3 separate regions of the Mus musculus genome follow, and all the other regions are linked to region 2. The links are chromatin contacts, called in public Hi-C and HiChIP or PLAC-seq maps. All regions are on one chromosome and are shown on one strand. Each heading gives the region's core, a stretch centred on a gene start, on an enhancer-like site or on the middle of the called end of the contact. The rest is flanking DNA. Distances are from core to core; before and after follow the strand shown. Region 1 overlaps Ccdc57 (coiled-coil domain containing 57). Region 2 holds the start of Rac3 (Rac family small GTPase 3). Region 3 overlaps Ccdc57 (coiled-coil domain containing 57).

Region 1 (4,412 bases), core at 1,595-4,094, 130 kb before region 2:
TCATATCCAGGAAGTTCCCAATTCATCCCCCCCCCCCCCCACACACACACACACCACCACCACCACCACCGCCGCGCGAGTGCACACACACACACAAGCCACAGCTAACACTTGCCCCTGATAGTGGTGCCCATTGACAATCCCAGCACCCTGGAGTCTGGGGCAGGCAAATTACTGTTCAGGGAAAGAAAAAGAAAAAAAAAGGCTTTAGAAATACTTCCTGCATGAGAGTATGAAGTCTGATCAGGGTGAGTGGTTTTCTCCAGTGAAGAGGCCTTTAGTGTAACCCTAACTGAAATATGGACAGACTTTCTCTTGAAGCCAAACAAGTGGATTTTCAAGTTCCACAGCAATGAAATGCCTGGGAGGAGACATCAGCCTGCTGCAGCCTTCCACACATTAAGCATTGAGACACATGATGCAAGGCTGGGCCTAGCTGAGTGACAAGAGACATACCTCCATGTGCCAGCAGACACACATGCACACAAGCATCCATGCACACACAGCACACACGCACATGCGCGCGTGCACACACTGGAGATAGAAGACACTAATAAAAAATAGCCAGAGCAGAACTTGTTTCCAGCTCCGAGGCAGAGTTCTTCTCCAGTCTGGGCAGCACAGTGGGGCACTCTCTTAAAGAGTAGTTCATTGGCAGAGGCTTGCCAGCCATTTCAAAGGCCCTGGGTTACCCTCAGCACCAAAAGCAATCATAAGGATCAAACTGGAAGGGTTCCTGATGCCTCCCAACGCAGGCCAGTCGTCTCTTAAACAGCTCTTCCCCTTGTTCATCTGAGGAGACACATCTCTGAAGCTCACAGGTCCCAGCCAGGGGAAGACCCCCTCATCCAGAAGCAACTGTCTCTAAAGCTCAGTTTCCAGACAGCCCTCATCTCCCTTCTTGGAGTGCAGCTATAGGTGCCCCTGAATGTCTTTTCCAGGAATTAGCATTGTCCCGCCTCCCTGTTGTCTGTCCCAGGAATGCAAGTGGCCAGATATATCAGAGAACCGACCGCCTCCCTGGAAGAAAGGGGCTCCCGTGGCAGCCTGGTTGCCTCTGGCCTCCCTCAGATGGAAACAACCTGTGCAGGCGGCAGCTGGAACACCAACCTCCCCACAGCTGACTCCAGTCCGCCCACTGCCTGGTTAGTTGCCTTCCACCTACCCAGCTGCCAGGGGCAGGTGCACCGTGCCTTTAAACACACTTTTGCCCCTTTCCTTCCAATAGCCCTAAGCAGCTTGCTTTTTTATTGTATCTGAAGATCTTTTCAGAGTATGTGTGGGCTGGTAGATCTTTGGGGTCATCCACAGCGTGACCATGCTCATCTTGTCTCAGGGTCTCATGTGTGTCATCGTCCATATTAGATGTGGTGCTGCAATGTGTGTCCCTATCCTTGTGGGAGCCATGGTTGGACAATTATCTAGAAGGGAAATAGCTGGGTCAAAGGTGTAGGTAGTTTGAAGTGTTACCAAACTGTTCTAAAAAAAATCCGGCCCTGTGCCAGCAGCTGCCTGCCGGCAAGCAGCTCTCTGCTCCAGTGCCCAGACCTTTCCCCAGTCTGATAAATGACAATGATACTTCATTGTTGGTCTTAATTTACAGGTTGGTTTTTTTGGGAGGAGGATGGGGTTTTTGTTTTGTTTTGCTTTGCTTTGCTTTTTGAAACAGGGTTTCCTGTAGCTCTGTCTCGTTTCAAACTCTATGTAGCTTAAAATGACTTTGAGCTTTTGATCCTCCTGCCTCAGCACCTTAATTCTCAGTCACTAGTTTTGTTGCTGTTGTTCACCTGGCTGCTTTGTTGATGTTTGTTTTTGTGTGGCAGGGTGTGACTGAATAGCACCGACCTTCCTGGAACCACGCTTTGTGTAGTCTAGGCTGGAATTGACTAAAATCCCCCTGCCTCTGCCTGCAGAGTGCTGAGATTAAAAAGTGTGTGCCACCACACCTAGCCCATTAACCTGCAGTTTTGAAGCTGTAGACAGTTCCTGGTTGGCTTTAATGTGAACTTGTGACCTTTTCACAGAGGACAATTGAAACTGAGGACTTAGGGTAACAGGCTCACTGGGGAGGATAAAGGAGTACTAGGAAAGGGACAGGTCCTGGGAGACCAGAGGCAGGGCAGAAGGTCCATGCCCACAGGGATCAGGGATGGGGTTCTAGGTGGGACTGTCCTGAGCAGCCAGTATCTGGAAGGTACCCTTCAGTGCTAGGTCAGCTCTTGGTTTGAAGTATACAAGATGAAGTCCCAGGTACAGTGATCCCATTTTCAAGTAGAAACCAGGCCAGATCATGGCCAGCTGGGTGAAAAAAGGGTTTAGGAGGAGGGCTAAAGTTGTCCATGGGACAAAGGGTCATGGGCGTGGAAACTCCTAAGGAATGTGGCTACTGGTTGGAACTAGCCCAGCCCCTCCCTGCTCAGTACTAGGCTCCAAACTTTTGTCAACTTCTTGCACCAAACTGAAGGCTACACAGTACAGTGCAATGTTTGAGTTAGGTTTTTTGTTTGGTTGGTTTTTTAGTGTTGTGGGCTGTTTTTAGTGCATCCTTATGGCACAAGACTCTAATTCCAGCTCGTGGTAGGCAGAGAAAAGAGGAGCATCATGAATTACAGACCAGCCTGGGTCATTTCTTAAGTCCTGCTTACATAGCCCACCCGCTGTGGAGATTCTGACTGTAACAGTGACCACACTGTGTACTACCAGGCTTCTCTAATCTGGAGATCCAGAGGAAAAAGGAAAAAGAACAGCTCACCCTTGTCTGATGGCCTGACAGTAGAGCCTCCCTGTCCTAGACTCAGCTTGAATGGCCAGCCCTTTACCTCAGGCCTCACCAGGAGAACACTCGTACAGGGGAGGGGTGGGAGGACAGGCAGGAAGTGGCTAATGGGCTAGGCCTGGACACACCTACTCTGGCTCCTCCCTGGCTCTGTAGATCTAATGAGCTTCTGTTTCTAGGGAAGCTAGAAAATGATTTTTTTTTTCTTCAAAATGTTCACTTTGAGAACAAAAACCAAACTGTTTGTTGATTGAAACAGGGTTTCCCTGTGTAACCCTGACTATCTGTCCTGGAACTCACTCTGTAGACCAGGCTGGCCTGGAACTCAAATCCACTTACCTCTGCCTTCCTAGTGCTGGGATCAAAGGCATGCACTGCCACTCCCTGGCTACAAAACAATTCTTGTAAGGACTGGAGGACATACCTTTGTGGGTAAAAGTGCTTGCAGCTCAAGGCTAAGGACTGGAGTTCAGATCCCAGCACCCACATAGGCCGAGTGTGGCAACATGCACCTGTCATGGTGGATTTGGGGGATGCTGGCAAGTTTAGCTGAGACAGCATGTTCCAGATTCTGTGAGAGACCTTAACATTAGGAAACAGCCCGCTATGATGGTGCATGCCTTCAATCTCAGCACTAGGGATGCAGGGTGGGTAGAGCTGTCTATGGTTCAAGGCCAGACACAATAGAGTAACCATGTATCAAAAGATGAAGGTGCTGTAATCCCAGCACTCGGGACACAGGTAGATTTCTGAAGCAGAAACTTGTCAATTGGATGGTGTTTTGTTGGGACACACATGAAGGAACGTTTAGCTGAAGTGGACACAGGTGAAAGACTAAGGAATGTTTGGCTGAAGCAGGCATAGATAAAAAGGTGTTTTGTTAAAGCAAGCACATGAAAGGACGTGTGGTGAAAGATTTTTTTTATTAAGGACACACATGTATTGGTCTGTCTTATATTGTGTAGTTGAGCTGTATTTATCGGGACTCAATAGAAAGAAATACAGCAAAAAACAAAAACAAAAAAACTTCTGGTGGTGTGCCACAGTTTCTTGTCCCTTGAGTGGACTTGGGGTGATTGACAGAGTGATGTCAGCTGTGACAGACCCACATGCTGAGACAAGACCTGTAGAAGACACATGTTTAGACAGTATAAATAGGACTCAACGGACAATGACCAAGGCTGAGCTTGGCTTGCTTATAGAACTAGCTGTGTACTGCCTGTGGGTCTCATGTCTTCGTTGGTCTTCGCTTCCCTGAGAGAGTCACAGCCTAACCCTGAGAACTCCTCCTGGTATTCCTCCAGGTCCCTCCTGCTGACTTGAGCTAAGGCTGATGCCTGTCTGTTCCTATTAGGCCGTGACACTGCTGCTACTACCCTGATATTTCTGTTTGTAACTGGTGTTTCTCAATGGATGGAGCTGCCTCTGCTAACCTATAAAGTGAACTGCCAATTTCCAGACAACACAGACAGGACTTAATCCAGAGAATCATTTCTAAACAGGTCCACTTTCCCTGTATCCTTTCTTTTCCACTACCTCTGGTGGATGGTGGGCTAAAGGGAGGTTAAAACATTTTAAAACCATCATTAAAAATCGTGTTTTAAAGCCGGGCGTGGTGGCACACGCCTTTAATCCG
Region 2 (4,700 bases), core at 1,367-3,866:
ATGTATAGTCCGGGGCACTGTTTAGGGATTTCAGACTCTTTTGCCCCCCACCCCTTTAGGGAAATGGCTGGGGCAAGCACCAGGGCAGAAAGTAGGGCAGACAGCGAGACAAAGGAGGTGGTGAATGTTTATTGTATAAAATAAGAAGGGGCCGCCCTTTCCTGGGACATGATGAACAAAACCACCCCCACCCTTCCCTCCAGGGAAGCCCATCCTGGGGCTGCCCTGGACCCACCCCTGCAACCCTGAGGGAGACCCGGCTCCCTCCTGGCCTCCCATAGGGACCAGGGAAGGCTGGAGCTATATCCCAGAAAAAGGAGGCATAGGGGACAGGACCCCATCACCCCAGCCTTGTCCTCATGCTTCCCCTGCCCACCCACACCACTCCCCACAGCAGACTCAGGGACATCACACAGCTCAACACGAGCGCCTACTTGAGCCAGCGCTCTGCAGCCAGGCTGGCCAGGCAAGGCTCTAGAATACAGTGCACTTCTTGCCTGGCTTTTTCACTGGAGGTGGGCAGAGCACAGCCCGGATGGCCTCGTCGAACACTGTCTTCAGACCTCTCTGGGTCAGAGCTGAGCACTCCAGGTACTTGACGGAACCTAGTAGCATTGTGGGGAGGGTAGACTGTGAGGAAGGGCACAGCAGAGGGGTAGCTGTGGATGGCAGGGGTGGGGAGGGTGGGGTGGGGAGGGGCATAAGAAAGGAATAGTCCCAACCTTAGGTCCATGCTTTCTCACCAATCTCTCGGGCCATGGCCAGGCCTTGGGGGTAGGTTATGGGTGCCAGCTTCTTGTCCCGCAGCCGTTCAATCGTATCCTTGTCATCACGGAGGTCCAGCTTGGTGCCCACCAGAAGGATGGGTGTGTGTGGGCAGTGGTGCCGCACCTCTGGGTACCACTGTGGGAACGGAGGTTCTGACCCTACAGGCCTGGGGGCGGGGCCTCCAATCTGCCCAAAGAAGGCCTCAGCTCCTGAACATTTTTCTCTGACACACTTGGCTCTTCCCGCTTTACAGAGTGACTAGGAGTCTGTAGGGTTTGGCAGTAAACAAAGATACCCACCCAGGGAGGCTTGAGACTGCCCACAGCTCCTGTCAGGGCCCATGGCCAGAGGTGAGCTGTCCTCCCCGATACCCTGATGTTTTCAGTGCCTCCCTCAGCAGAAAAGATCCCTGGCAGAGGGGTGTGCCTTCTGCCTAGACCCACCTACCTTGGCACGGACATTCTCAAAGGAGGCTGGGCTCACCAGGGAGAAGCAGATCAGAAAGACATCCTTCAGAGGGAGGGACAGACAGAAGTGACCAAAGGATGTCCTTGCAGGTAGACAAGGCTAGCTCCCCATTCCATTCAGGAACCACCCTACACCCAGAGTTCGAGGCTAGTTCCAAGGCTAGCTCCCCACTCCATTTTGGGAACCACCCCACTCCCAGAGTCGGCCCTCTTGCCGCCTACTGTTTGAGGATAGGAGAGTGGCCGAAGCCTATCGTAGTCTTCCTGGCCAGCAGTGTCCCACAGCCCCAGGTTAACTGGCTTCCCATCCACCATCACGTTGGCTGAGTAGTTGTCGAAACTGCGAAGTAGAAAGGCTAGGCTGGGCAGGGATGCCAGGCTACTGGTGCCCAGACAGAACCCAAACTCTGGCCAGCACCCCACCTCACCACGGAAACCCAGAACCAGGGTCACTTGAACCAGCCCTGGAACCTTGGGAGGTCCCATGCACGTGTGCCTGGCCTCTAGTGGCCAGCCCCGGCTACCTCCCGATCCCCATGCACTCACACTGTGGGGATATATTCTCCTGGGAAGGCGTTGGTCGTGTAGCTGATCAGCAGGCACGTCTTCCCCACGGCACTGTAGAAAGAGGTTCAGCCCACGTGGATCAAGGACCGAGCCTCCGCCCCTTCTTCCCCCACCCCCGGCAAGGACAGCACGCTCCTACAGAGCTAGAGGTTACTTTGGGTGACTGGGGTGGGGTGGATAGGTCGTAGCTCGGTAAATCTGCGGCCACCTGGGACTAATAGAAAACGACCAGAGCAGGCTAGCCTACGAGGGAGCACAGTAGTGGGCGCGGCTGCAAGGGCTCACAACCCTGGATAGGGCACGCCGCAACGCACAGGGGCGTCAGAGCTCCAGCACCTTGGGTGGCTGGCGCGAGGGTGGAGCCACCCAGGAATCAGCACAGGTGAGGCCCCCGCCCCACCCACTGAGAGCACCGGGCAGAGGCCGGGCAGCATCAGGTGTGCCCGGGCTGGAAGAAGTGGATAGCTTCAGCTTGACCCCACCCCATCAGTCCCTGGACGCACGCGGCCGAGCTGTGGTGGGGGCGCGGCAGAGCTGCCTCGCCTGGACCCCGCGCGTCTGTCTGCCCCGCCCCGCCGAGCCGCACCCCGTAGCCGCCTACCAGCCCCTCCGCCCCTGCGGCTCGGGACAGCGCACTCACCCATCGCCAACCACCACGCACTTGATGGCCTGCATGGGCGCGGGGCCGGGCGGCGGCGGGCGCGGCCGCGAGCCGAGCTGCGGAGAAATGCCCGGCGCCGCAGCGGCCGCGGACCCGAACGCCGAGCGAGCGGCCGGAGACAGCCGAGCACCGCCGAGTGTCGGGTGCGAAGACAGCCGAGTGCGCGCAGGCGGGGCGGGGCAAGGGGCGAGCTGCGGCGGGGGCGGAGCCCCAGCCAGTCCTTGGACCCCGAAGGCTCAGGCTGAGGGTCCGCACCCAGGAACAAGGACGTGCCACGGTGTAGCTCAGGTTGGCGACGCCACAGAAATGGATGCGCCGGGGCGGCCGAGACTGATGCTTAACAGGGACACCAGCCCACCCTGCAGCCGAGAAACCCTCGTGTCTACGACCCACTACAGAGGTGGCCTTCCTAGTTGCCTGAGAGCAATCAGAGTGACCCAGTAGTCATTTTCGCGGTTGGGGCAACTGGTGCAGAAAGGAACTGGACGAGAATTTATCACCAAGTACAAAAGTTCTGTATTTCCACCCTGCCATTGGGGAGTCTGCTTCCTCCCACCGCTGTCCTGTCCTGTTTGTGGTTCTGGGACCGGGTTGTCTGAGCGCGATCCTGTATGCTTCATCGCGCCTATGCTAACGGTGAACTGTGGATGAAGTCCCTTGGACCGGCAGGTGTGCCGCTGAGCACCGATGTTGACAGAACCCTGCCCTGCAACTGCAGCTGATGCTTTTTGGACCCCGGGCCTGCCCTTGAGAATGGGATGCAGCATTTCTACCCTCGCTGGGCGCTTCGGTTCTCCCGCTTCCCTTCATTTAGGGGGACTCAAGGCTCTCAGAGGGGACCCCTGCACGTAAGCCAAGACAGCGTTTTGCAGGAAGCTTGCCCTCTGGGCCTCTTCGTCCCGGATACGGGAGATTTCTGCCTCTTTGAGCCGCAGCTTCTCTCGGAGAGATGCGTTCTCACTCTCTCTGTCCAACAGCGCCTCCCGGTGTTCACTCCCGATCACTGCAAGAGAGAGACTCAATAAGGAGGGGGTAGTAGGTGTCTTGCCTTCCTGCAGCCATGAGGTGGTGCGGCACACCTTTAATAATAATAGCTCTTGGAAGGCAGAGGCAGGCAGATCTGAGTTCGAAGGCCAGCCTGGTCTACAGAGTGAGTTATAGGGCAGCCAGGGCTACACAGAGAAACCCTGTCTCAAAAAGGGGGGGGGGGGGGGCTGGGTCTTTAGAAAGGAAATTCCCCCACTTTTACCCCCGCCAAACTCAGCTGCCCAGGTGACATGTGCTAACCTTTCATTTGACGCTCCAGGGCTGCCACCTTCTCTCTCAGCGCCTCCTGGGCCACCAGGTCAGCCTGCATACGGCCCATCTGTTCCTGCAGCTCTACTCTGACCCTGGCCACTTCGGCCACTTTTTCTTGGTCTTTGTTGATCAGCTCCTGGGATGGGGTTGGGGAGGGTGAGATCATGGCCTGGATGCAAACTCCTGGTGTCTGTGCCCCTTGATGCCAGGCTACCTGTTGCAGCTCCTCCAGACGCCGCTGCTGCCCCTCCATCTGCAGGTTCAGCTGGCTGACCCGTGCCTGGGACTCGGCTACCATCTGCTTCTGCTGCACGCAGGTGCCCTGAGCCTCGTCCCTTGCCTGTGCCAACAGCCGGATCTTTTCCTCCAGATGAGCAAGGCGGTGTTGCTGTGGGTGTGGGAATTGTTGCTACACATGAAGGACTCCCAGTCTGAGCTCAAGACTGGAGGGACAGATATGGTCTGCCAGTGGACTGGCCACCTCTCTGCAGGGATCGAGGACAGGGCTGCATGGTGCCATACAATTACTAGTAATAAACTCATCCTGCATCCAGAAGCGTCTCCCACTGAACTCCTGGCCCTTGAGTCGACTCTATGTCAGCTCTACTAACTCATTTCTAGCCTTCCTCTTGACTGTGAAGTATTGGAAGCACCACAGCCCCAATGGCTCCTGGAATCTCTCCGAATTCCAGGCCTGAGGCCCACAGCCCCAGTCTGGCCCTCGTACTATGGTCGGCCCTGCCTACCTGTGGCCCATGCTCACCTCCTCCAAGCGGGCCTGGTTCCTGGCTTTGATGAGCTCCTCCTCAGCTTGGCCACGCTCGCTGAGCACTGCAGCCTTCATGCGGCTCAGCTCCTGCATGGCAGATGGCTGTCACTAGCCCATCCTCCAGACCCCCTACACACACACACACACACACACACACACACACACACAC
Region 3 (4,523 bases), core at 291-2,790, 170 kb before region 2:
GGTCACCACTGAAGGAAGTCAGGCAGAGCAGGAACCTGGAAATGATGCAGAGACCATGAAGGGGTGCTGCTTACTGGCTTGCTCATTCTACTTTCTTATAGAACCCAGGACCACCCACAATGGGCTGTGCCTTCTCCCATTGATCGATAATGAAGAGAATGACCTACAGGTCTGTCTACAGCCTGATCCCATGGAGGCATTTTCTCAACTGAGGTTCCCTCCTCTCGGGTGACTTTAGTTTGTATCATGCTGACATAAAACTTTCCATCACATGGTCTTTTTTTTTTCCAGTATCAAACACCTGCCCCTTTATGAAAAGGTCACTCTCCAGTTCTCTGGAGTAACGATACTGATGTTCTTTCGGGCCCTTCCTGAGGGATGCCTGCCTCAGACTTGTCTTTCTCCTACAAAGCTGTCCTTCCATTAAAGGCCAAGTTCCCAGATCACAATGAGTAGGCAGAAGGCACAAGGCGATAGTGTTCATACTGGAAGTGACTGCCCAGGATGGCCCTGGTGCTGGCAGCTAGCAGTGGCTGCTTGCCTTTAGCCATGCTGTGGGATACCAAGTCTGAGCAGCAGATTGCCAACAAAACACATCTCCCCTCTGAGTTCTCACACACTGCAGTTCCCAAACTTGGCCCATGGCAGAACAGTTGGTTGAAGATCCTCCTGACCCTCCTGGGGCCCATGAGGTGAGCTGCCCCAAGGCTGGAGCACTGAGGACACCCGAGCAGCTCTGCTCACATTTCTGCCACAAGAATCAGAGGCTGATGAGGGGTAGATGGCCTTTGGGACGCACGGACCTCTCACCCCATCCCGTAGGCTTTTGTGAAGTCATATATGAAGCGCTTCTCAAACTGAGCACAGGAAAAACTGTAGACAGATGAGAGAAGAAAAAGCACTTATTCTCATCAATGGCCCCTTACTGGAAGCTTTCTTGTACTTTTCCCTAGGCTGGCAATCAAAAGAATACATTTGTCTCCAAGTACCAGCTAAGCAGGTCAGCAAGGCCTATCAGTTGCCCGGTTTTTGTTAAGTAAACAATAAACTTCAGAAGTGTGCTCTATAGTCAGGAACAGCCCATACCCCACCCACCTCCTCAAGTGTACCCTTGATCTTGGACACAATATCTGGCTGTGTCCCAACAACCAAAGCAGCCAGTACAGTTCCCAGAATCTGCCTGCAGACGAAAGCCTAGGTACAGCTTTGGAATAGAGTGATGGGCCAGGGCTCAGGAGGGAGAAGCCCTCACCAGCTCCTCGCTGTCAGCATTATAGAAAACTTTGAACTGAATGGTGAGGGTTGCCTAGCCTGCCCTACTGGGGAGCCGTGGAAGTCAGCAAAGGAAATGCTGCCTTCATGTTATTGCCTGGGAGCCTCCTTCAGGCCCCACTAGGAGCACCTAGGGACTATCTCTGGATAGCCAGGAGCTTGTGCTGCACCAAAGACTGACACCAAATTTACCACAGGCTTCCTCAGCACACAGTGATTGGCTGTGTGTGACATCCGTTTTACAGGCTCCCATCTGGCACATGTGATGTGGGAACATTACTCATAATCTAGGGCAGATCAGAAGGGTAGCTCTTATGTTTCAGTTGTCACCTCGGGGATCCTAAGAGGGAGAAGATGTAGCCGGCTTGAGGCCAGAAGAGGCTCTTAGCCAGCTTGGTGTCACAGATGTGAGGCAGCATGGGGTGACCAGGCTTTTCCGTGCTTCACAGAGGTTCTCGCCAGGTTTCCTGGCCTGGCTACTGTGCTGTTCATTGCCAGAGAGGGGGAATCAGCCAGTCATCATAATAGCGGGGAGGCTGGGTGGTGCAGAGAACCGAGATGGCCCTTCCCGTCCGGGGTAAGAGCTGGGGTGAGCTCAGGCTGGGCTAGAAGGTTACAGCCACAGGCTGCACATTCAGCCAGTCTGGCTAAAAACGAGCACTGGCAAGCTGGGGCTCAGGGTAAGAGACATGAGAACTTCGTTCTAGGAGTGAAAAAACAATTTACAGCAACTTAAGAAGCTCTAGTTGGGCTAGTGAGGTGCCTCAGTGGGTGAGGATGCTTACTGCTAAACCTGAAGACCCGAGCTTGATCCCCAGGACCCATTGTGGAAGGAGAGGACCAACTCTCCAAAGCTGTCTTCTGACTTCCATGTGCAGGCTGTGGCATGTATACACACACACACACACACACACACACACACACACACACACACACACATAGAGAATGTAATTTTAGAAGGGTGGGATGGATGGATGGGATGTTAGCGCTGTAGTGAGAGGATCTTTGAGATAATGCAGGCCTAGAACAGACCCAACGTAGCTCAGCCTCGGAAGGGCTGCACTTGTCAGTGGAGGGAAGGGGTGCTCCCTAACGGTACTTCCTGAAACCCACATGCCTGGGAAGTAGGCAGACAGACGTGAATGGAACGGGCTGAATGGGCTGAACATGTCATGGGATGAGGGGACAGAAGTGCAGGGGGCAGGGCAGTGTCTGAGGGCTGAGCCTCTGCTGAGCATTTTACTAGGAAGTTTGTCTTTTCCTTTAATTCTACCATAAATATTTCTACCCCATAGAGATCCCTTAGAAACAAAATCTGAATGCATGTCATGTAACATGCTTTAATGTGCTGAGTCATTTTCTTGCCAGGTTGTTAGATTGTTCACAAGCATGGTTAAAATGGTGTGGCTAGGAAGCTGGAGAGGTTGCTCAGCAATTCAGAGCACTTCTTGCTCCTGCCACTCTTGCAGAGGACCTGGGTTCAGTCCCCAGCGCCGCACGGCTGCTCACATCCATCTGTCATGCAATTCCTGGTATTCAGCGCCATCTTCTGGCCTCTGTGGATAGTGCATACATGTGGTGCATATACATATTTGCAGTCAAAACACTCATACATATAACATAAAAATAATCTTTTTTTAAATGTGGTGTTGGACACATGTGTGTCTCTTCCTCAGAAGATTGGCTCGGATCTCCTGTGCTGGGTCTTCCTTGGCTTATGACCAGAGAGGCTGGTAACTGAGCCTCAGTTTGCACTGATGGGTACTGGAACATCTCTGGGCATGCAGAGCTGCTTTTTCTTTCCTTTTTGCTCTGAGTGTCAGTTTTCCCTGCACCTCATGCTGTCCCAGGCCTAGGGGCTCTGCTCACCTGACCTGTTTGGATGCTTTCTGTTGCAACTGTAGTTCCTGTTTTCAGCTGTGTTCTACCCAGTGAATTGTCTTACTGTTCTAAAACTTCATAGAAGTCATAAAGTCAGGGCTGGAGAGTTGGCCCAGTGGTTAAGAGCATTGACTGTTCTTCCAGAGGATCTAGGTTCAATTACCAGAACCTACATGGCAGCTCATAGCTGTCTGTAACTTCAGTTCCAGAGGATCCAACAACCTCACATAGACATATATCTAGGCAAAAAACCAATGCACAAAAAATTAAAATAAATAAATCTTGGCCGGGCAGTGGTAGCACACACCTTTAATCCCAGCACTTGGGAGGCAGAGGCAGGTGGATTTCTGAGTTTGAGGCCAGCCTGGTCTACAAAGTGAGTTCCAGGACAGCCAGGGCTATACAGAGAAACCCTGTCTCAAAATAATAATAATAAAAATAAACAAATCAGTCAGTCAGTCAATCTTTTTTAAAAATTAAAAGATTTCATAAAGCCTTTGGTGCAGTAAATATAGGCATGTGACTGAACTGTCACCCCCCCCCCCAGAGCTCCCCTGACACTCTTCCTCCTTCCTGACCCGGTGACCCTTGTCTGTGTCTGAGAAGCCAACTACCGAGTGACCCTGTCATTCATGTAGTGCCTCACAAATCGACATGGCCCTCGAGGCATACAGGAGGCTCATTGTGTTGTAGGGACTTTCCCCTGGGGAAACAAACAAGCTTCTACCTCCTCCACCTAGTGCTTGATGACAAACCAAAGTATGATTCTTCCAGAGCCCAGCTGGAGGACCCGAGAGTTTATTGGGCTTTCTCACAATCATGCCTGAGTGGCTACCTACAGGCACATGGGGAACTCTAGAGCAATCATACCACCAATTTAGCCCCAGAGTGGACGATGACTTTCCCATGGCTGTACAGATAGAAGCCCCTGCCGTCAGTTAACCTCCTACAGTCTATGTACACACTGACACATCTCTAGGCGTGTGTAGTTAGGACAAGACTGCATACTACTGGGTTCGAGGAGGAGAGGCCAGAATGTGAGGTGAGGGTCTTCATTCCCACCTTCGAGAAAGTGTCATCAGTTGACAAGCCTGATCTTGATCTTGAGGGGGTCTCTTTCAAATAAGCAGCTTTTCTGATAAAGATGGTGGCTGTTGCAGTGAGAGGGTAGTGTTCTACAACACACTGCAGTTTTGGAGGAGAGGATATGGCTCCAAGCTGAGCTGGAACAAAGGACCTCATCTTTTGTGTCCCTGATAATTCTCCCTTGCTGCATGTATGGTTGACAGGTACCTCCTCAGCAGCATGAAGGAGAAATAAGGGCAGATTCTCCATCTACTGAGATCCAGAGGCTACAGGAACAGAATGCA

The links. Hi-C and Micro-C count contacts between places; a contact is called where the count stands out from the background. HiChIP or PLAC-seq counts read pairs in DNA pulled down with a chosen protein or histone mark.
Region 1: a contact with region 2 is called in an H3K27ac HiChIP or PLAC-seq map of embryonic stem cells, with 8 read pairs. The contact joins the enhancer-like site here to the promoter of Rac3 in region 2. A contact is called at or near these places in 3 of 39 promoter capture datasets (hippocampal neurons, liver and macrophages), 1 of 484 Hi-C or Micro-C datasets (embryonic stem cells), 4 of 115 datasets of contacts at active chromatin or transcription factors (embryonic stem cells, large pre-B cells and pancreatic cancer cells) and 3 of 9 other capture datasets (adipose tissue, liver and pancreatic islet).
Region 3: a Hi-C map of cerebellum shows a contact between it and region 2, with 2.0 times the contacts expected there. The contact joins the enhancer-like site here to the promoter of Rac3 in region 2. A contact is called at or near these places in 13 of 39 promoter capture datasets (the 3T3-L1 cell line, 3T3-L1-derived adipocytes, the C10 cell line and 9 more), 9 of 484 Hi-C or Micro-C datasets (the C10 cell line, the C2C12 cell line, the G1E-ER4 cell line and 6 more), 2 of 115 datasets of contacts at active chromatin or transcription factors (embryonic stem cells and pancreatic cancer cells) and 4 of 9 other capture datasets (adipose tissue, embryonic stem cells, liver and 1 more).

The regions. Positions count from the first base shown.
Region 1 is chr11:120,849,288-120,853,699 of GRCm38.p6, reverse strand. All of the region lies in intron 18 of Ccdc57 (coiled-coil domain containing 57), which reads left to right. Among named protein-coding and RNA genes, the nearest start is that of Fasn, 27 kb to the right of the region's middle. Within about 2 kb of position 2,844, at least 126 of the 459 cell types and tissues checked have an H3K27ac peak or open chromatin away from gene starts, as enhancers often do. A contact at or near this core is called in adipose tissue, embryonic stem cells, liver and 1 more, where this site is marked.
Region 2 is chr11:120,719,384-120,724,083 of GRCm38.p6, reverse strand. It overlaps Rac3 (Rac family small GTPase 3), which reads right to left and starts at 2,616. Exons shown (of 6, transcript NM_133223.4): 1 at 2,443-2,616; 2 at 1,782-1,853; 3 at 1,458-1,575; 4 at 1,216-1,278; 5 at 744-903; 6 at 115-605. The coding sequence starts at 2,477. The coding sequence ends at 475. Lrrc45 (leucine rich repeat containing 45) reads right to left here. Exons shown (of 18, transcript NM_153545.2): 15 at 4,526-4,618; 16 at 3,977-4,150; 17 at 3,751-3,898; 18 at 2,956-3,466. The coding sequence ends at 3,270.
Region 3 is chr11:120,885,983-120,890,505 of GRCm38.p6, reverse strand. Ccdc57 (coiled-coil domain containing 57) reads left to right here. Exons shown (of 19, transcript NM_027745.1): 11 at 4,443-4,523. Among named protein-coding and RNA genes, the nearest start is that of A430102A20Rik, 45 kb to the left of the region's middle. Within about 2 kb of position 1,540, at least 38 of the 459 cell types and tissues checked have an H3K27ac peak or open chromatin away from gene starts, as enhancers often do. A contact at or near this core is called in cerebellum and cerebral cortex, where this site is marked.